Regions from separate parts of the Gossypium hirsutum genome. Here region 2 is linked to region 1. The links are chromatin contacts, called in public Hi-C maps. All regions are on one chromosome and are shown on one strand. The core of a region is the stretch at or near the end of the contact, and the rest is flanking DNA. Distances in the headings are between cores, read along the strand shown. Region 1 holds the start of LOC121208267 (short-chain dehydrogenase ptmH). Region 2 holds the start of LOC107914336.

Region 1 (7,836 bases), core at 2,224-4,723:
ACAATTTATCTATTTTAAACTCCCCTTTAACACATATATTTCTACGTCTTTATATGATTTTAATTTAGTACTATTGTGTGCACGTATACATAGCTTTTTTATACTTTAAGTACACACTGTTGGACTATATTATTTCATGCAAATATCTTTTAAATTTATTTAGGTATTTTTTTTCCTTTCTTTCCTTTTAAATTTATTTATGTATAAGTTAATCTTCTTTTGAGCATCCTAGCTTAAACTGTTTATTTATTTTAAATACTTTAGTAATTCTGTGTATATATTATTTACATTAATTTTTCGTCTTCATATGCATATACATAATTAGTTAAATCGAGTCGTTTCATTTGAATTTTTGTAACATATTATTTATTTCGAATTACTTCTTACATGTTGTATATTTAAAGAATTGACCATATATTATTAGTTTTATGTACATACAAATTATTTCAAATTCTAGCATGTGTATTTTTCCTGTACATATTTAATAGCCTTTAAATCGATTATATTGCATTGACTCCAAATCTTCGTATGGTTTTGCACATCATGTGTCTGCCATCAGTAATTAGATTTGGTGCATATGATTATGTTTAATTTCTTGGTAATGCAACATGATTGTAATTCCCATATTTTTTAAATGTCGATAGCCATTTATCTCTAAACAAATCAAACAAGTACGTTTTAACTCGACTTTTATCATTGTCAACTCCTACTCTCTCAACTTAAGGAATTATTTCGTGTTTGGAGGTTTAAGAAATCGTGCCCAATCGTGTTAGGTTTTGATTTTTCGTTCAGCTAAAATACGGAATATCGTTTTGAAATTTCATCCATGTTTTGTTAAAATTAAAACGAGGTAATATTTTGTATTTGGGGAGTTTGGGCAGTCGTACCCAATCATGCTGGGTTTCAATTTTCCATTCGATTAAAAATATGAAATATCCTTTTTGAAATTTTATCCACATTTTCTTAAAATAAAACGAGGCAATATTTCGTGTTTGGAAGTTTTGGGAAGTCCTGCCTAATCGTGCTGGGCTTCAATTTTCCATTCGACTAAAATATGGAATATCTTTTTTAAAATTTCATCCACGTTTTCTTAAACTAAAATGATGCAATATTCCGTGTTTGGAAGTTTGAGAGATCGTGCCCAATCGTGTTGGGTTTTGTTTTTTTATTCGGCTAAGATACGGAATATCCTTCCGACATTTCATCCATGTTTTCTCAAATTAAAATGAGGCAATGTTTCGTATTTGGAAATTCGATAAATCGTGCCCAATCGTGCTGGGTTTCAATTTACCGTTTGGCCGAATAGTCAAATATTCTTTTTAAAAATTTTAAGTGCATGTGTTTTGGAAATCTTGAGATGATCTTGTGTCGAGGTTTCGAAATATTGTATCTAATCGTGCTGGACGTAATATTTTATTTCTTCTAAGCGAGAGAATCTCAATATCCAATTCAAGTTATCCAAGCGTTTTTAAAGATTGTATTTTAAAATTTTTTCAAAATTTCAACATTAGGATATTAATCGATCAATACGGTACCGATATTGGGCGTTGCGAGGGTGCTAATCCTTCCTCGTGCGTAACTGACTCCCGAATCCATTTTCTAGTTTTTCGTAGACCAAAAATGTTGTTTTAATAAATCAAAATATTTTATTAAAATAATCAACCACAGGGTGACTCGATCACACCTAAACAAAAAGGATTGGTGGCGACTCCTAACTTTTCGTTTTCAAAAGTCGATTTCCCGTTTTCAAAAAAATGGTTTTGACAGATATAATGTCAGTAAAAATTTTATGTAACAAAATTTTAAAAAAATTATATAAGATTTTGTTGAAATGTGATGCTTGTTTCCTTTATACAATAAACAAGTAGATTATGGCATAGTCATGAACTAGATTAAGAACAAAATTATGCCATAAATATATTTAAAAAAATTGATATAAATAGCAAATGAGATGTTTAAATCTCCCATCAGTTTGCAAAGAAACCATGAGAGGCGTTTCAATGGTGTGACCGTAAAACCTTTAAAAGGTTGAAATGAAATTCCATTACATATAAGTTATATTACTTAGACTTGAGAATAATTTTGTTAAATTCTTTTTGTTTTTCGAAGTTTTTGAAAATTGAATATCAAAATTTTTGCAATTCCTTAATATCACCATTAAAAGGAAAGTCTGTACATTTTTGTGCAATTTCATAGATACCAGTGATTCATAAACATAGCAATACCAGTAATTAATTTATAATTAATTTCATTAGTACAGTTTTTTAAGTATTTGTGTTGGATATTTTTTGTTAAAAATATATATCGGACATATATTTGTATCCGATATTTATGTTCAAGTAATTATAATCAATTACATTTTCTTATTTAAATTGAAACGAGTTCGAAAAAACATATCTCTAACCCAAAGCGGGGACAATGAAAGAACAGCAAACAAGCCAGTCATGTGACCGAACACTATCTGCTTTGGTGGTTTAGGACTCAAAACCTTCTTCACTACATGCCTTGCGAACATAGTTGCATCCGTTGCCTTTGAACCTTGCGAAGCCCTGGCCCGCTCTGCAATCGCCTCCTTGAATTCCTTATAAAGTTTCCAATCATGGTTTCCCAGCCTCTCGAGGCTAGAGTTTCCGAAATTCGATCTCACAGAACCAGGCATCACAAGCACCGTATCGATGCCAAAGGGCCTTAATTCAACTCGCAAACTGTTGGTCATGGCATGGACTGTAGCCTTGCTAGAACAATATGACCCCGCCCATGGTGTCGGCACCTTCCCAACGATGCTCCCTACATTAACTATAACTCCCCGACACCTCGACGCCATGTGAGGCACAACTTGTTGCACCATTCTTAACTGCCCCAGTGCATTGATTTCCCAAGCTTTCCTGATTGCATCTAACGGAAGCTCGGCTAACGGTCCGGTGCTTCCTATACCAGCATTATTTACAAGCACATCAATGTGACCGTACTTGGATATAATACCATTCACAACTGATGATACGCTCTCGTCTGATGAAACATCAAGCTCTTCCATTTCGATTTTATCAGAACCGAAATCTAGCATGTCATCCTTGCGTTGAGGGATATCGGAGGCGATGACCCGGCAATCCTGCTCGGCAAATGCCCGGCAATACTCAAATCCAATGCCACCTTTTGCACAACCGGTGACTAGAACAACCTTTGGCTCATGCATTTTAGGTCGTGTTCGTATTCCTCTTTGATTATATTAAGAATGTTTCATTTATAAAAGATTGTTGGTGAGGCAGACTGTCGGATACGACAAGGCTTTGCTTTTCTTGTTTATTTCATAAATCTAGATGAAGAATATGCCTTAACGCATATGCTTGCTCAAAGCAAATTGGCCGGCAAAATTAGAGCTTCTTAGCTTGTTAGCTTATATACATATAGGCCTTTTATCTTTGTCTTTTAACATATATAAGAGTTTATCTTCAACACCTTTTTTCTTTCCACATAACGCAACCATTAAAAAATTATAATGCAATTCAGATCCAAAAATCAAGGATTCCTCCTATCTCATCTCTTCAAATCTTACGGGAAGCCCAACTGAAAACTTAATCAACGGCCTAAATCATAGTGCTGGTTTGCCAAAGCATAAATGGCCCTAAAATAGACCTAGCCTGGCCCATAACTCATAAGCCTTATCTGAATTGCATTGTTGTTATTATGTGCTGTTGGTCCCTGCACTTGTATAGAATTGGAGATTTAGTCCTTATCTTTAAAAGTTAAAATTCAATCCTCCTAATTTTTCAACTTAAAAATCCTAGTTCAATCATTATCATTTGTCAAAACTTTATCATGTTTATTTTTTTTTCAATCATACTAGTCTAATCCAAACTTCAAATTAACTAAACAAAAATATTTAAATAAATAAATAAACTTAATATTTATCTCTTTAAATATATAGATTAAATCTTAAATTTTGTCAAATTACAAAGACTAACTATAAATTTTAACTTATTATTTTGTAATTTAGTTGACCATTAATTTTTTTAAAGGATTTTACAAGCTCAATTATTAGTAAGTAATCTGTATGGTGAAACTTAAACTCACACATATACAAGAAAAGTCCAAATATAACATTTGTGCGTGATAAATAAAACATACTTGTTTCTAAGTTCATATGCAAAACCTTATGAAAACAAATTAATAAGTTTCAGCCCTTAAACTTTATCACTTGATAGCATAAATTGAACTTTCTTTTGATCAAGGCTTTCATAGATTTTCTTTCTCCTATCATAACACGCTTTACATGAGAAACTGCATATATCAAACTATCCCAGGTAGGATTTCCAACATTATTGAAGGCAATATTTTGCAGCCTGGATTACAAATAAGATGTGTCCGGAACAATAACCCAGAATTTGCAGCATACCAATATCAGAAGCCGGCTTGCCTAGAACGATCGAAGAATATACAGCATAGGGAACACTTCATGCAACAGGGGTTTTGCAACAAACATCAAAGATATCATCTAGGGGAGCATGATCTCCGGTCCCTTCGTCTTTTCGTGCGTACAACAACTGTTTACCTTTGAATACGAACATCCCTCCCTGATAAAAGAACCAAATCAAACCTGAATGATCAGCCGGTTAATCTTAATTGAAACACCAATTACGAAGAATGTTGATGCAAATTCTGAAACCTGTTGTAAGACACTGCTTGTATCATCTGGAGTTGCTTTGATGGTATAGTTTTCCATAGCTTTCTTCACTTTGTCAAGTCTTGAGAACACCTTCGCCTGTACATACATATGAAATTTTATATGAATCAATTAATGAGACATCGTCTCTCAATGAACAACAAAAGTAACTCCTTATAAGCTGAGAATGGAATTTACACTGGCTGGATTGAAAAATGTGCGCCCAAGACCATAGTATAAACCCAGAACATCATATGCCTGAAATTGAAGAGATGTTCAACACTTGCAATCACAAAAAGAGGGAAATTCAACTAAATGAGCATGATTAATAAGTAAAACATATCTATAAGTTGTCCTGTGTTTTACACACATCTCCGAAACATATCCAGACAGTGGTATAAGGGTATTATCCTCCAAAGACCCTCCAAATACATGGAAATCTTGATAAATATTGAACATATCTATGTCAGACACATATGCGCACCCAATACTCACACTCAAGACGTAAAACTAGCAACATGTTACCTTACGTTCAGGATCAGCATATAGGGAGTCCATTGGAAATGGTACCTGCAAATTCCATGAATGCAATTGTTAAAAAGGACATAGGCAGATGCAGAAATACACGGATGACCGAGAGTGCCAAGTTCAACTTAGGTTTTACAATGAGTAACAAATCAATTTTCATGCTCAATCCATTTCCATAAGAAAGAAGATCACACATTCATATCTACTCAAAAGATGCAATTGTTACATTTTTAGTAACAACCTATCTGATTCATCATATGAGAATAAGAAAGATGAAAAGACATTTCAAGTGTTTAAACTCTATGTTACTTAGACTCAAAGGTAAGTATTGGATATGGGATCCGGCACAAGTTCACCAAATTTTTCTAAGCTTTTTCATATATTCGAAGGATCATACCTCACATCTATATCCAAATATGGATGGTTTAGGAAAACTGAATAGTCCGATAACCATAGGTTAAACTATTCTATCAAAGCTTCTTTAGATGTTAAAGCCTTGAAAGTTGACAACATATTTCCAAATTATGTAACATAAACGATTAAGGGAAACCCTGACGAAAAGATGAAGCACGAACTGCTACAAACAGCTAATTGAGCAAACAAGTTAGACTCAAAATTCATGGTCTTCCATTTAAAGCTTTCATAAGTTAGATTGTCGAATAGACCATGAAGAACTCAAGTAATGGAAAGAAAAAAAAAAGAAAACCAAAAAAAAGAAAAAAAGTAATGGAAAAAACATAAGTACCCGCTCTGCAAGGATACGAGCTCTATCAGGAGTACCAACCCCAACAGCAATTAATTTCACACCAGCTGAGTCGAATTTTGGCTTTGCTTCTTTCAAAGCTGAAGCAAGTTCCCAACTTCCAAGAACAAGTATAATATAAATTTATCACTGAAAAGACCCAACGGAAAATCTAGTTTCTTAAATTAACAAAGATGGCTCCTAAATATGTACATATATACCAGCAAAAGCATCCGAAATGCCTCAAAAATGCAACAACCGCTACTCCCTGAATCAATATTAAGCTGCTTGTTAAGAAATTTGGGTTCCCAGAAATTATTGTTTTAAACAAGAGGGATTGAAAATTCAAGCATAGAAATAAGTATTATTACTACCTCGGTTTGGTCCCAGAGGTCTTTGAACAGAACGGGTTGACCCGAAGCGGTGAAAATGGTAACTTCGCTGAGCATATCGCCGATGTTGGTGGGGAATTCAGCGGCAGAGGAAGAAGAGACTCGGGCCATGAAACGAGAGTTACCACCGTTGGCGTTCAAAGTAATATGTTTGGTGGATTTATAGGTAGCTTTCTTTGGAGTAAGGAAGTGAGAAGGAGAAGAAATGACTGTAGGGAATTGGGATCTTGGAGTTGAATAACAGAGAAAAATCCTTGAACAAGTCATCATCGCCATAGAAATTTGGAGTTCGTTTTTTTATTTTTTTCGCGGAGCAATGAAAGTTAAAGCAACCGTCGAAGGCGGTGTATCGCGTCTTGTATTCGTTATTTACGTGGCGGAAGTTTGGGCAATATGTATGGTGGATGGCGCCAGGAATTTTTTTTTTTTGGGGGCGGGTTTTTAACAACCACTTCCACAGTTCCACTCGACCATTTCTATCTTTGTGTGATCGAAATTCTGAAAATAAAAATATAAGACTTCTTTTATTTAATTTCCTTTAATTTCACATTTTTCATTTTTGTTAAATTATACTTTTTTTTATAAATTTATAAATTAGGTTTTTACATTAATATTGTAAAAAATAAGGTGTAACTTATAAATTAGTATTTAAATTTTTTTTTCATATTTTGACATTTAATTTTTTTTTTACAAGTGGTACCTAATCTATTTTTCTTTTTCAAGGTGATACTTTTCTTAGTTCAATAGTTAATCAAACCATTAAGTTTATTTTTTTATAAATACTCATAAATATCTCTTTGATTTTTTTACATAATTATAATTATAATTTCAAAAAAGAAATGAAAAATCACACCAATGATTTATAATTTTTTTAAGTTTTTTATAAAATAAAAATAATAATTAATTTTAGAATTTTAGAATTTTTTTATATTTTTAGAATTTTTAATTAAAATTTCAAAATTATAGTTAAAAATGTTATAAAAGTACTAAATTGAATGTTTTAACTATAGTTTAGGGATCAAATTGGATATTGACCATTGAATAAATGTGGCACTTCACTTTTTCTGTTAAGGCCATAACGACCATTAACGGACGAGTGACCAAAACGTTATAAGTCGATAATGTTAGTGACCAAAAAGTAACATTTCATAATTTAGTGAAAAAAATTTCACCAAAATTTAGTGAACATTTTTATAGTCTTGCTCCTACCAACCCTTTATTTCTTCTTTCTCATTTACTCCTCGTGTCTTCTCTCTTTTCAGTTTGCAGATCTATTTTATAGGTATCTTTGTTGTATTCACAAGTTGTAATGGACAAATGACAACGCCTGTCGTTCGCTAAAACTATACAGACCACTAATAGTTTTTCTTGGAAAGTGTGTGACTTTTCGTTAGCTTCTTAATCTATTTCTATTTTTGAGAATATTTTAGAATAATAAATGATTTCATGAGTCGATTTGGGCCATTGTTGTCTTAAGTTATATATATTTTTTGCTTGTTTTTCCATTGTTTAAT
Region 2 (7,836 bases), core at 3,190-5,689, 260 kb after region 1:
TTGTAAGAGATCAGCACTCAAAAACACCAAGCTTGATATTTGAGTATGTCAACAGTACAGATTTCAAGGTTCTCTACCCAACTTTGACTGACTATGACATTCGCTACTATATATATGAACTTCTCAAGGTAATATCATGTTCCTCACTCAAACTTTTGATGTATTGAACTTTGCCCCATCATGGTATTCCTTTGTTGATCGTTTTTTTTTTTTGAACTTATTATTTGTAGTTCTATTCTACACTTGATTGGGTCCCAAAAGCTGACTGGCTTTTGAAGTTTTAAGAGGGTTGATGATTTGCATGTTTGCAGTATAGGATGATAGGAATTTTTTCTTTGCTTTGTAGGCCTTAGATTACTGCCATTCACAAGGAATAATGCATAGAGATGTCAAGCCTCACAATGTCATGATAGATCATGAGCTGCGCAAACTTCGCTTGATAGACTGGGGACTTGCTGAATTTTACCATCCTGGCAAAGAGTATAATGTTCGTGTGGCTTCTCGGTAATGCTTTGAAAACATCATGAATCGAATGACCAGCTTAACCCCCAAATATGCCTTTTTATATTTTCAAGATTGCTTTTTCCCTTGAGACCTTGAACAGACTGGCATTAGATATTAGTTCTTGTCTAAAAAATATAAGAACATTCCTTACTTCTCAGGTACTTTAAAGGGCCTGAGCTTCTGGTAGATTTGCAGGACTACGATTATTCCTTGGACATGTGGAGCCTTGGTTGTATGTTTGCTGGAATGGTGAGGAATTCCATTATTCTAGTTTAAATGAATTAAACTTTCATTCAAAACTTTCCAACTTTGGGTGCATAATAGAGTAGTTATGACTTATGATGTTTCATTGTCTAGATATTCCGGAAGGAACCATTCTTCTATGGCCATGATAACTATGATCAGCTAGTTAAAATCGCCAAGGTAATATACTTCTTCAGATTGCTGATTGCCAGATGTTTCAATATTGTTGCCCAAGATTTATTTATCATTTGTCTTGTTAAATTAACATTCTGGTTGGTATTATAGATGTTTTCTTTTTACTGTTTCCTGTAACATATTAGCCTGTATAGTGGTATTGTCCCTTGTCTATCTCATATTGTCCTCCTTGCTTTTACAATCTACATCTGGACAACCTTTTCAAGCATCTGCTGCTGCTGCTAGTGCTGTTTATTTGCAACTCTTTGTAGGTGCAATTTTATCCTTGCAGATTTCAGTTTAAATATATATATTGCTTCTTTATTGTCATAGCTGGAGAGGGGATATGTAGAAGGGGCATACTTTAGGTGCACTGTCAAACAAGAAGTTCTATTCACTTTCTTTCCCGGTTTTTCCTAACAAGTATTGCCAGTTTTGTGTCAATGCTACACAACGTTTGACTGCTATTAATGCACCTTCAGGTACTAGGGACTGATGAGTTAAATGCATATTTGAACAAGTACCATTTAGAGTTGGATCCTCAACTTGATGCACTTGTTGGAAGGTATGTGAAGAATTAATATATATCCAATATGTAGGGTCCATGTTACTCAGACTCCAATGTGAGTGTTGGATATGGGTATGTCCCTGACATGGTATGTTTAATTGTTTTTAAGGTTTTTTTAAACTCTCTGTCTCTCTCTCTCTCTATACATATATATATTTGGAGAGTCCCTGGAGGGGCACCATCCCTGTACCGTGTCCAAATGTGTGCTGGATATTGGTCTTTTTTTTTTTTAAATGAAGAGCTGAAGCAGCATGGTGCATCCTTTTGAATTTAATTGTACACAAAAGCACTAGTTAACATTAAACCATCACAAAGCACCTTGTGGTGCTGACACACTGATGGGTAGACATGTTAATAGTGTGGAATGGTTAACTTGTTCTCCATTATGCATTTGCTATATTATTTTTCAGGCACAGCCGTAAGCCTTGGTCCAAATTCATTAATGCGGATAATCAGCATCTTGTTTCTCCAGAGGTCATTTTTCTTCTTGAGGCAAACATCTAGAAGTTGAATACTATAAGCTCAGTTACAGTGCACTAAATGTCTTAATAAATAATATTCATTCTTTGAGCTCTTCGGCTTTCAGGCAATTGATTTTCTTGATAAGTTGCTGCGGTACGATCATCAGGACAGGCTAACTGCAAGAGAAGCCATGGTAGGTCTACAATAACCTTTATGAATGCTACTACCATTTCTCTATGCGCTTTTCTTTTATTAAATCTTAATATATGACTTGTAAAATATGAAATGAACCTAAGTTAATTGGATTCAGGTGTATTGGTATGTTTGTGATGTGTATTTCAAGAAAAATGTAGAGTCAGAGCAACCTATTAATGAGCATTTTCTTCATGCTCCTTGGAAACATGTTATTGTCATCAATAAAAATATGAAGTGGATCTTGGGTAGTCATATCATCTGGACACTTCATTTTTCTTAAAGCATTTATCATCCAGCATATACCCATGTCTGACATTTGGATAGGGAGATGATTTTCAAATATTCTCCAAATACATAGAAATAAAATCTGATCATGTCTTTGCCAGATGCATATGCATGTTGACACTCAACCCGATTTTGTGTAACATAATAATGAATCCCCATATATTGGCATGATATATTTGTTTTTGCTGTTGCAGGCCCATCCTTACTTCTCTCAAGTCAGGGCAGCAGAAAGCAGCAGGATGCGAACTCAGTAACCGGGTACACTCTGGGTTCCTTTGTAAATCAATCCAGACTTTTGGACAGATATGTTGTTAAATGTTACATAAAAACTACATAATTCTAATGACTGCCATCGTCAGTTTTAGGAAAGGTGATTTACCATCATTACTAGCCATTTGCCCGGAGTAACTTTTTATCTAAGAATATAGACCATACAGTTTTTTTCGTGCAATTTTCTTTAAATTCAAGTATCATAACCCATAGTTGATAACTACAGTGTTTATACGAGTAAGAAATTTAATGGCTATTCTACAAATTGTATAATAGGAAAAACATAAACCAGAGATGGACCTGCACGGTATAGGACTGCCTAGTTTGAGTGTCAAACATAGGTATGTAGCTAATATGTATATACTCACTTTTTATATATAAAATATTTCATGGAGTTAGGATCTTTCAATCAACAACATAGGTACCTGGACAATATTAAGAGGTTAAGAATTCTTATCATCAGTTCATTCGAAGTTTCAAAGTAAATGAAAATTTAAATGATCCATGATCTTGAATCTTTTTTTTTTTTTCTGAAGCCGGTAAAGAAAAAACCATAATGTAATACAAGTCAATTCTTTCCTGGTAGATGGGCCTCTAGAGCAGAGCAAAGGAATAAAGTGTCGCATTCAGTCTATTAAATTGAAAGGTCTCTCCTTCGCCATCATCATTCAAAAAATTTAAAGCTCCTGTTTTGCACCACATAAAACTCCCCTTTAACCAATGCCAAGGCCACCGACCCTATAAAATTTAACATCCAAATTTTCTTTTATTAATTACATAATAAAAACAACACCAACCAAACCCACCTTCTTTAATCTTGATTAGTCTATTTATATGATTAAAATGTGTACTGAAGGGTAAGAAATAGAAATAGTCGAAATTATTTTTAATTGAAGACTCAAAAACAAGTCATCTATGATTCGATCTATAAATATTAAAAAAAAGTATTTATTTATATATTTGAATATGGGTTAAATGTCTTTTATTTTTGGAAAACTTCAACTTAAATTTCCACTCAACGATGTATATGCCATTAACGACGGTTAAAATACGCAATTATATATTCCTTTCATAAGATGGAATCCCATAACTTGTTTCTGCTGTCACACGACGACCCAGTGAATTAACTTAATTTCCCATTCCATTGTTTACTTTTCCTTCCCAGATTTCATTATTTTGGTATTCCCTTCTTAAAAAACTTATAATTAACTAATTTGAACGAAATAATTTACTTACTAAACTCAACTATGTAAACCTGCACTTAATGTTCACAAATTACAGTGTCTCGATTTTTACCAGCACAACCAACACCTCATTGGGTTTTTCATAACATACGTTTTTGTGTTTAAGCTTTTAGCCCCACAAGAGCATAAAATCTAACCGCCCCCACACTTTCCTCCACAGTCGACAATAATATTGAAGAAAATGAATGTGAGTGCATAAATTGATGTAGGTATATATGTATATATTTATATATATATATTCAATTGTTTGGAAATCATATGCTCAGTACCCATCTTTGAATATTGCAGAGAATCAAAGCATGAATACTAGCTAAGGCTAATGCACTGCAATTCTGCATTTTCCCCTTGATTCTTCATGTTCTATTTATCTTCCTATTTCAATCCCCACCCTATGATTCTCTCTGCAATTCAAAATTTGCCTATAAAATCCCACTTTCTGCACCATTTCTTGCTTGAATTACAACAAGTATCAGTTTGTTTCAACTTTGGAAGCCATGGAAAGCACAGCAATTAGCAGTGATGAAGAAGACGCACTGTCACTATCTGATCTGCCATTGGAGAACCAAGTTCAACCAAGGAATGAAGAAAATGGTGAACCCCAAGCATTTAGAACCGATGAAGATTTCAACTTTGGCTCATTAACAGACCCAAAAATGTGTTCAGCTGATCAGGTCTTCTTTAAAGGCCAGATATTGCCCCTGTGGGACTTGGTTTGGTCTGACAGTGGGTGCCGGTGGTCAGAGTCCATGGACCATGGTTCATTAAGTGGCTTCACAAGTGTTAGCAGAAGTAACAATACTACTAATTCCATCGCAGTTTCAAATTCCTCCTCCAAGTCTATAAATTTCAGAAACAAGCTCAGCACAGATCCAAGTCCCAAACCGCAGGTAAGCATGTCGAAAATTCGACCAGTCAATGTCGGAATTCGAAACCAGACATGGTCAATGTGGGGGTGTTTCAGGTTAGGTGTGGTCCGAGCACCCGTACTTGAATTGCAAGACTTGAAAGTTCGTAGAAATACAGTGAGCCGAAACAGTAAGGTTGTTAAAAACAAGAAAGTTGGCCAAGTTTCAAAGAAGCAACAAGATTTAAACAAGGGTTTCATAGAGAAGAGAATAATGGGGATGTATAGTGGATGTAAATGCTCAGCTAATGTAGTTGAAACAGTTCCATTGAACAACGTAGTTTTCATCAAACGTAACAAAAAGGGTGAGAAAAAGAACGGAATATTGGTTTCTGCCATGGAAGAGAAGAAACTGCAGCATGAATTGAAGATGAAAAAGATGAAAGAGAAAGGGAGAGAAAAGTAAAGCAAGCGTTTTCACGTCATTGAACGCTTTGAATGGTTAAAGGATCTTTCTTTTGGGTTTCACATGTAAACTATGTCATTCGAATTCAATATATAAAGGTTAGGTAGCAGTATGTATTCAGTCCAATATATTTGAATCTTTTAAAAATATATTTGAAGTATCTTTGAATGTTTATAACCTCCATTTGGTACAACATAGAGGATTATCAGCTTAAGTAATAAATACCGCGTTTGATGCGACCTTTGCCTCAATTTAAATCCGTTTCCGAGCTACTTCATGGAAAGTTTACATAACCAAGTCGGAATGTCAGCCTAGGAACTAAGTAAAAATGTTAGACTTGAAAAATAAACTTAGCAAAATAATTAGATTCGTTTAAAATATAGATGAGATCGGGTTTGAATATTCATGGCATGAGTCCAACCCAATTCGACATGTTTTCTTTAAGTTTGTAATGTTATACATATATATATATGTTATTTTTATATATTATGTAATTTATAACACAAAAATTAAATCTATAGTAGTATATAATATTACTGTTATACCTTATGTGATGGGCTTTGCGGACCTTATAACATACCTTGTGAACCTGACCATGTATCTATAAAGAGCTGAACACGTGTCTCCCAATGAAACCAACCACATTGAGAATCTAGGCTAGTTCGCAAACCCCAACTTGACAAACTTTGGAAAGGATAGCTCTGCTAAGATTATGTGAGGGCCACACAGAGACTTAGAGTAATTGATTGCTAGTCGCTCTAACATGTCTTATCCTGAGACATCACGTTATCGTTACTGTCACTGTTAAGGGTATTAAATCAGACTTCCACATCAACAATCTTAGAACACGTAGCTAAGTTTGTCACCCACTATAAAATGGTCATACAAATAGCTCACGTGGGACTTTTTCTTATCCTAAATCTCCAAACTCTCTCCTAGGAAAACATAAATCTCTTCCTGACTTTCATCCTTCACTCCTTTATCCTACATTTATCTTCTTTCCTTGTTGACCTTATTGGTTAACAATTACTATAATGTGAACATTACAAAAAATAACAATATGACTATATATAAAATTTTAATAATTAAAATTATAAATTTATTAAATATTAAAATAAAATAACATTTAAAAAAAAAGTAATATGGATAGACCTAAGATAGGCTTGGTCATTTATAGGTTTGAGAAAAATTTTAGACCTATATTTCGGGTCGGACTGGGCTTGGGCAAACATAAAGTGTATGTTAATACAATGTCTAGGCCCAATCCAAACTCGACTCAACTCATGAACACCTCTACTTTCTCCCCTAAACTTCACCCGTTATTTCACACAAATAGACCAATAGGCTCGATCGAAAAGTTTTGGGTTGGATATCAACATTTTTTTAAATTATCCGAATTTGAGTCCACAACTTTGCCTAAAATTCCAAAAAAAAATTATTCGTAAATTATCCCAATAGTACTATTCAAATCCAAATTAAATACTATTATCCGTACGATATTTAAAAAAAACATTTTCAAAATTTTTAATCATTGTTTTAGATATTTAAATTTGAAAAAGTTCGAGTTGAATCTAATAAAATTCTTTTTATAAGCATTTTATAACTAGAGGATTTGGATATCAAAATCCACATTCACTATGTGAAGAAGCTGTGTGGATTCCGATGATAAATATCAAAAGTATCTATTTGTATCTGCTTCCCATTCTCAACAGACAATAAATTTAAAATGTGAATCCAAATATTATCCTAATATGCAAAAAATGTATTGGTTATCTACAAATATCTTAATTGCCATCCCTAAGCAAGCCTTGCCCCATAGTGAGATCTCACCCAAAACCAATATACCGAGCCTTCAAACCAAGATCCAAAGGAACCTTGATACATGTTCCATGCCATTCAACAAGATGTTCCTCACCTAACATGTCAAATTCTTTTTGAGAATTAAATATATTTATGAATCGGATCCGATCATATTATAACTTAAAAATGTCTAAACCCTTGTCAAATCTTATTTGGAGAGCCTAAACTTGTTTAAATAACTCATTTGCTATTAAAAATAATAAAACATAAATTTTTATTAATAGATATTTTATGATTAAATAAAAGGTAAAGTACACCAACAGTCACCTAGGTTTCATTTTAGTCACTCAACTTTAGAAAAATAACAAAACAATCACTAACTTTATCAAAAAGTGACAAATCAATCACTTATTAACATTTTCTGTTACTGTCTTAACGAGACCGCTGATGTGGCAAGTTGACTGGCTAGTGTGGCCAGTTAACTTGCCATGTTGGTGAAGCAGTGGAAGGTTCAAGGTTTGACACGAGTTTAGGGAAAAAATCTGAAGAGTTGGGTTGGTTTAGGGCAAAAAAACATAAATTGATTGTGATTAAGGGGAGGAGGAAAAGAAAATCGATTTGGGAAAAAAATTAACAGGGATTTGGGTTAGAAAATGATTCAAGAATCGATTAACAAGGTTGGTTTAGGGTTAGAAAATCAATTTGATAATCGATTAATAGGGTCTAGGGTTAGAAATCTATTGATATTTTTTGTTTGGGGAGAAAAGAAGACAAAACAAGA

Evidence for each region. Hi-C and Micro-C count contacts between places; a contact is called where the count stands out from the background.
Region 2: a contact with region 1 is called in a Hi-C map of leaf, with 2.1 times the contacts expected there. The contact joins the promoter of LOC107914336 here to the promoter of LOC121208267 in region 1. A contact is called at or near these places in 2 of 34 Hi-C or Micro-C datasets (both in leaf).

The regions. Positions count from the first base shown.
Region 1 is chrA10:17,383,427-17,391,262 of Gossypium_hirsutum_v2.1, forward strand. LOC121208267 (short-chain dehydrogenase ptmH) reads right to left here and starts at 3,474. Exons shown (of 1, transcript XM_041078807.1): 1 at 1,698-3,474. The coding sequence starts at 3,193. The coding sequence ends at 2,354. LOC121208268 (thioredoxin-like protein AAED1, chloroplastic) reads right to left here and starts at 6,817. Exons shown (of 7, transcript XM_041078808.1): 1 at 6,305-6,817; 2 at 6,152-6,198; 3 at 5,934-6,048; 4 at 5,186-5,230; 5 at 4,859-4,918; 6 at 4,664-4,759; 7 at 4,205-4,571. The coding sequence starts at 6,598. The coding sequence ends at 4,452.
Region 2 is chrA10:17,640,208-17,648,043 of Gossypium_hirsutum_v2.1, forward strand. LOC107914336 reads left to right here and starts at 4,440. Exons shown (of 1, transcript XM_041078497.1): 1 at 4,440-5,255. The coding sequence starts at 4,440. The coding sequence ends at 5,255. It overlaps LOC107914335 (casein kinase II subunit alpha-2), which reads left to right. Exons shown (of 10, transcript XM_016843225.2): 3 at 1-128; 4 at 347-504; 5 at 663-753; 6 at 862-927; 7 at 1,404-1,486; 8 at 1,900-1,963; 9 at 2,076-2,144; 10 at 2,626-2,875. The coding sequence ends at 2,685.